Regions from separate parts of the Anser cygnoides genome. Here region 1 is linked to region 2. The links are chromatin contacts, called in public Hi-C maps. All regions are on one chromosome and are shown on one strand. Each heading gives the region's core, a stretch centred on a gene start, on an enhancer-like site or on the middle of the called end of the contact. The rest is flanking DNA. Distances are from core to core; before and after follow the strand shown. Region 1 holds the start of IGFALS (insulin like growth factor binding protein acid labile subunit). Region 2 holds the start of LOC125182346 (nucleoside diphosphate kinase, mitochondrial).

The links. A called contact is a pair of places that touch in the nucleus more often than the background predicts.
Region 1: a contact with region 2 is called in a Hi-C map of liver, with 2.8 times the contacts expected there. The contact joins the promoter of IGFALS here to the promoter of LOC125182346 in region 2. A contact is called at or near these places in 2 of 7 Hi-C or Micro-C datasets (both in liver).

The regions. Positions count from the first base shown.
Region 1 is chr15:12,634,729-12,637,428 of Taihu_goose_T2T_genome, reverse strand. IGFALS (insulin like growth factor binding protein acid labile subunit) reads right to left here and starts at 1,434. Exons shown (of 3, transcript XM_048059921.2): 1 at 101-1,434; 2 at 1-16.
Region 2 is chr15:12,393,466-12,396,287 of Taihu_goose_T2T_genome, reverse strand. It overlaps LOC125182346 (nucleoside diphosphate kinase, mitochondrial), which reads right to left and starts at 1,365. Exons shown (of 5, transcript XM_048060142.2): 1 at 1,207-1,365; 2 at 328-458; 3 at 125-226; 4 at 1-53. The coding sequence starts at 1,300.

The DNA of each region.
Region 1 (2,700 bases), core at 185-2,684, 240 kb before region 2:
ATTCTTTACCAATTTCCTGGAAAAAAAAAAAAAAAAACGGTCGCTGGTGCCCAAGCTGGAGGAGCCCCGTTGGCTCCCTGGTATCAACCGCCTGACGAACCCGTGGAAAAGCCACCGCTCGCCCTCCAGCTCCTTCAGCTCGCCTCGCGCCAGTCCCCAGGGGCGAGGACAGGGACGATGCGGGGACAGCGATGCTGCGCAGCCGGGCTGGCGGGGGGCCTGTCCCTGCTGCCACCTCTTCGTCCCCACAAAGCACAGCCTGTCCTCCCCTGACTCGCAGGGGACTTCTCAGGTCTTCGTTCTTTAATTTTGGCAGAGGTTTTAAACGGTGGAAAACCGGGGAGTGTGCCCATGGGAACAAGTGTCAGGGTGAGCGAGGGATGCCGGCGGTTCTTTGCTCAACGTGATCGAACTTTGCAGCCCGGCTAAATAAGAAATGTTTTTCCAGTTTCTTTTTGGCCCGAAGCAGCGCTCTCCTCCCCCTCTATTTTAATCTTCTATTCTGGGAAATTATAGATCCAAAGAGAGAAGCGGGCGATGGAGACCAGCGCATCCACCACCAGGCGCTAAGCACATATTGACACAAGGCGTAATCAATGGGGGAGCCACAAAAAGCTGAACCAGCACGGCCCGGCCGGCCAAAACCCACAAAACCCACGGGTCAATTTTAAAAGCGAACGACCCGCAGCCGCAGGGCGGGTAACGCTGCGCACAGAAAGCCTCTCGCTAGGAAAACAGCAAACAAACAGCGATGGGGAAATAAGCAGACCCTTTCCCACGCTGCCCTCAAGCCGTCATCTCCGAACGTGTCCCGGGATGCTCGAGCCCCCGGGACCGGAGCGGTGCCACCGCGGGAGGGGACTTCGCCGCGGCTCCCCGCTGCCGCGGCCTCCTCCTGCCGGCACCGCGGCCCTCGGTGTGCTCGGCCAGGACCAAAGTCTGCGCCGTCCGCCCTGGTTGCCATGGAGAAGGCTGTAAGGGTATTAGGGAGAGCAGCGAAATCATCAGAAAAAGCCGTTTCGGACCTATTTTAGCTCTCGGGAACCGTTGCCCACCCAGCCCCCCTTCCCCGCCAGCCAGAGCCAGTTCAGCTCGAGGGTCCCAGCCCGCGGTGGGACGCTGCGGCCTGGGGCGTGCAGGCCCATACTGGTGGCACTGGTGGAGCTGGAAGGTCCTGGCGGTGGCAGCCACGCGGGTGGCACAGGAGGGGCAGCGCGACCCTCGCGCCACCCATCGCGCTCCTGCCTCCCGGTCCCCAGGGGTGAGCGTGGCCCCGGCCGGCACCCGCTGGACGCATTGTCACCGCCCTGTCCCCACCACCCCGGGGAGCAGGGGACGGCCCCGGGGCCCCGTGGCGGCGAGGCCCGGCCCGTGGCACCGGGACGTCCCCGGGGGCCGGCAGCAGCCCCCGCCGGCACCGCCGCCCCGCGGCGCTCCGGCCGCCAGGGGGCGCAACAACGCCGCCGCCTCCACCCGGAAGTGCCCGCGCCCGTTGCCATGGAGACGGGGCGCGGCGGCGCGGCCTAGCCAGGCCCGGCCCGGCGGGAGGCCCCGAGCCCGGTGCCCGGTGCCGGTGCCCTCCCGGCGCACCCCGTGCTGCCAGGGCCGGCGGGGGTGGGGAGGGCACTGTGGGCACCAGGGGTGTGGTGTCCGAGTCCTGGCCCAGTTCCCTCTTGAGCTGTTTCAGAGCCACGTGCGGGTGCAGGCTTGCTGGTGACCCAGCCACCACCTCATCCGCGTGCCTCGGACTCTGGAGCGAAGGGAAGACTCAGCGCAGAGTTACCACTTCTGCCCTGTGTGGGTTAATAAAGCACGTCTGGGTCTCGTGGGTTTGTTGTCATTGTTTGTTTGTCGGTTGGTTTTCGCTGGGTAGAGGCTTTGGGTTGCAATGACAGAGTGGAGCCACTCGTTCCTGCCCACTCTGCTGGTGGTGCCGTGAGCCAGGACAGCGTTTGTCCTTCGTATTTCCAGACCAGGGAAGAAATAATCACTGCTGTGTCTGGTGCGGGCGCAGCACCTGGCACTGAGGTGGGTTTGCTCCGAGCTGGGCCTGCCAGGCGGCATAGTTCCATAAATAACACCGTGTGTGTTAATTAGCCTTACAGTGCCCTGACGAGCAAAGCGAAGGCTGGCAGGTGGAGCAGGCCCCCCCTCGGGAGCCAGCCTGCTGCGTGTCCCTGCGCCAGCGTGGGCTCCGGCCACGCGGGGCTGGGAGCGGCAGGAGCCTGCCTGTGCCGGGGCAGCGCGGCTCCGCTCCTCTCCCCGGCGTGCCCGAGCACCCGCTGCCTGCTTCCGAGCGCTCTGGCGCTGTGGGCGTGTGTGAATTTGGCTTTCTGCTCAGCAGTGGGTGTGAAGAGACTGTGAATTCTCATCAGCGCTTTCATTACCTTAATAAAATTACTTCAGGGCTATTATGTTCTTTTGCAGAAAAATAAGATGTTAGCTGCATGTTTCGTTAACTTCTCCTTCCCCTAAGCCCCCAAAGAGCTCTGCCGCTGGGTCACACATCCGTGGCCGTTTATGAAATCCACTTTGAGGTGCTAGAGGATCTTCGACAGCAGCCAGGACCAGATGCCAGTGGTGAGGAGCTGGTGAACGATGCTTGGCATGGTGCTTGTATCAGGATGGGCCCTCTCCCTCGGCCATAAATTTAGCTTAGCTACTAACAAGTTATTCAGAGCTATGGTCTTTATGAATGTT
Region 2 (2,822 bases), core at 116-2,615:
GTGTCCCCCACCATGGCCCGCGAGGACCGGACCACGTTGTAGCCCTCCCACACCTGCGGGACAGGGGACGCCTGAGCACCACAGCCCCGGAGAGGCCGGGGGGGGGGGAGGGCTGGCTCCTCACCATGGCCACCAGCGGCCCCGAGGTCATGTAGGAGAGGAGCGCGGGGTAGAAGGGCTTCTGCCGCAGCTGCTGGTAGTGCTTGTCCAGGAGGCCCCGGTCCGCCTGATGGCACCGCGGGGTGACGGCGGGGACACCCGGTGGGTGCCCGCGTTCATCCCCGTGGCGCGGGGTCCCCCGGGGGGCTGCAGCGTAGGGACGGGTACCTGGAGCAGCTTCATGGCCACCAGCTTGAACCCGCGCCGCTCGAAGCGCCGGATGACGTCGCCCACCAGCCGCCGCTGCACCGCGTCCGGCTTCACCAGCACCAGCGTCTGCTCCCGCAGCTCCGGGGGGGCTACGGGGGGCGCGGGGACACTGAACCACGGCCACCCGGCTGCTCCTGCAAACCCAGCCCCGTCCGCGTCTCCGTCCCCAGCACCATCCCCTTTCCCATCCCTGTCACCGTGGGCTCTGCGATGTCCCCCCCACCAGCAGTGCCTGGGCCCCCGCTGGCTGGATGCGGCCGCGGGCCCAAGGGAGGCGCAGCGATGCCGTGAGGAGCGCAGGGGACGCGTCCGGCAGCGCTTGATCCCAGCGTGGGACGGGCTCGCCCTGGTTTCGGCTGGTGGCAGGGCCTGGCCCGGCTGTCACTGCCACCCGCAGCCCCTGCCGGAGCCACGCAGCAGGGGAAGGCGCAGGCAGGAGCAGAGCGAGGAGGGCACAAGTCCCCAGGGGCACCGAGCATCCCGGCGCAGCGAGGCAGGAGCCAGGAAAGGGGATGCGAATCCAAGCAAGGGCGTTCCAGCGCCAGCCCCGGGGTTAGGGGGGGACGCTCCGTGCCTGTCCCCCCAGGGCAGAGCAGGACAGCCCCGACCTGGCCCTGGGGACACCGAACCCCGGGGTGGCACCGGGGGAGCCGCCGCCGGCCCCGGCCTCAGCGTCCGGGGGTCGGGGTCAGGAGCCCCCAGCACCGACCCGGGGGCACCGGGAGGGGACGGGCAGCGGGGCCGGGGATGGGGACAGGGTCCCCGGGGCAGGGTGGGGAAGGGACGGAGGGAAGGCCGGGGCTGGGGGCCCTGGGGCAGGCCGGGGCCGGGTCTCACCGGAGCCGTAGCGGCGGGGCGGCCCGAGGGGGCGGCCGAGGCCGGGCTGCCGCCGCAGCAGGCCCCGGGCCAGGCAGCGCCCCAGGGAGCCCATGGCCGGGGCGGGCGGCTCGGAGTCGGCCTCGGCCGCCCGGGTGGAGGCTTTAAACGCCCGGCCGGGGCCGGCTCGGCCCTCCCGGCCCTCCCCTTAAAGAGGCCGCAGGGGGGGGCCCGGCCCGGGCTCAGCAAAGCTGCCACGGGATGGGGCAGGGCCTCCCCCCAGGCAAACAGGGCGATGGCCAGCGCTCGCCCAACAGCACCTTCGCTGACCAGAAGCTGCTGCCAGCCCTGCAAAGAGGGGTTTTGGGGGGGGGAAGCCTGCTCCCCGGCACCTACCTGGCACAGAGGGTGATGGTACAGAGGAAGGAGGTGCTTTGGGTAAGGTTAACGCAGATACACGCAGACATTTACTGGGATATTTACTCAGTGAGTGCCCAACACCCAGGGCCAGGTGCTCCCCTGCCACCCCACGTAGCCCAGTGCGTTGGTGTCCTCCTGCTCCTCACCCTGGGGAAGGGGGGCAATGAGGCATCGCACCCGGCTGCCAACCCCACGGCCCGCTGCCTTTGGGACACACGGGGACAGCAGCAGCTCCTCAGCACCTGGGTGAGCCAGGGCCAGCTGTAGTGGAGCGGGGGGACAGGGGATCCACCGCCCACTGCCCCCACGCTGGGGAAGAGCCCAGGAACTTCAACCCCAGGGCACTGCTAGAGGCAAGGCAGGGGGCATTTTTGCCTTTGTCTATGGACCTGGGTGGAAGTTAGACTAAGCACTGAAGGTGACCAGCAAAGGAGAATCAGTTTTTAGTGCAGCGGCTCGCAGGTTCCAACCTGGGCTTTGGCCCCCTTCCAGCTGCTGCCCTTGATCAGTTGCCCAGCCAGGGAAAAACACGCACTTTCACCCTCTGTCAGCAAACAGCCACGATCAACCAAAGGTTTTGCAAGAAAGAATCACCAGCCCAGAGCACCGTGCTGGGAGCGAAGCCCCGGCTGCCCCTTCCCGCCCCAGCCCCAGCTTGCAGCAGGGACCTACAGGGACTGCAGGAACACCTGAACCCAGACAGCTCCAGCAGGACAGACAGAATCCGCATCCGTGCCCTCCCCCCCATTTCTCCACAAGAGGGCTTTCAGTAGCAGTGAGAGGATGCAAGAGACCTCTCTGGTACTGTAGCAGGACTGCAGTCCCCACGTTAACCTCACCGGGCTGCTCTTCACACCCCCCTGAGGACCTCCACAGACAGTTCACAGGCCCCAGGTACAGGGCCTGGGGGCACACAGCCCCAAGGGGGTGGGACTCTGGTTCACCTGCATCTTTCCAACCGCTCACTGCCGGGTACAAAGCCCACAAACAAACCAGTCCCAGTGCAGGCAGCCTGGACACACGTCTCTAACTGTACACAGGTTATCCAAACATCATCTCCCAACAGCGAACGTGTGCATTGCAAAATGTTTTTTAACAAAACTAAAGGAACTGTGGAGCGAGTGCTCCCTATGCTTCATCTCCCCCCCCCGAGACCTTCCGGCTGCCCACACGCAGCCATCTCACTTCCTGTCCACGTCTGTGAACATTTTGGGGAG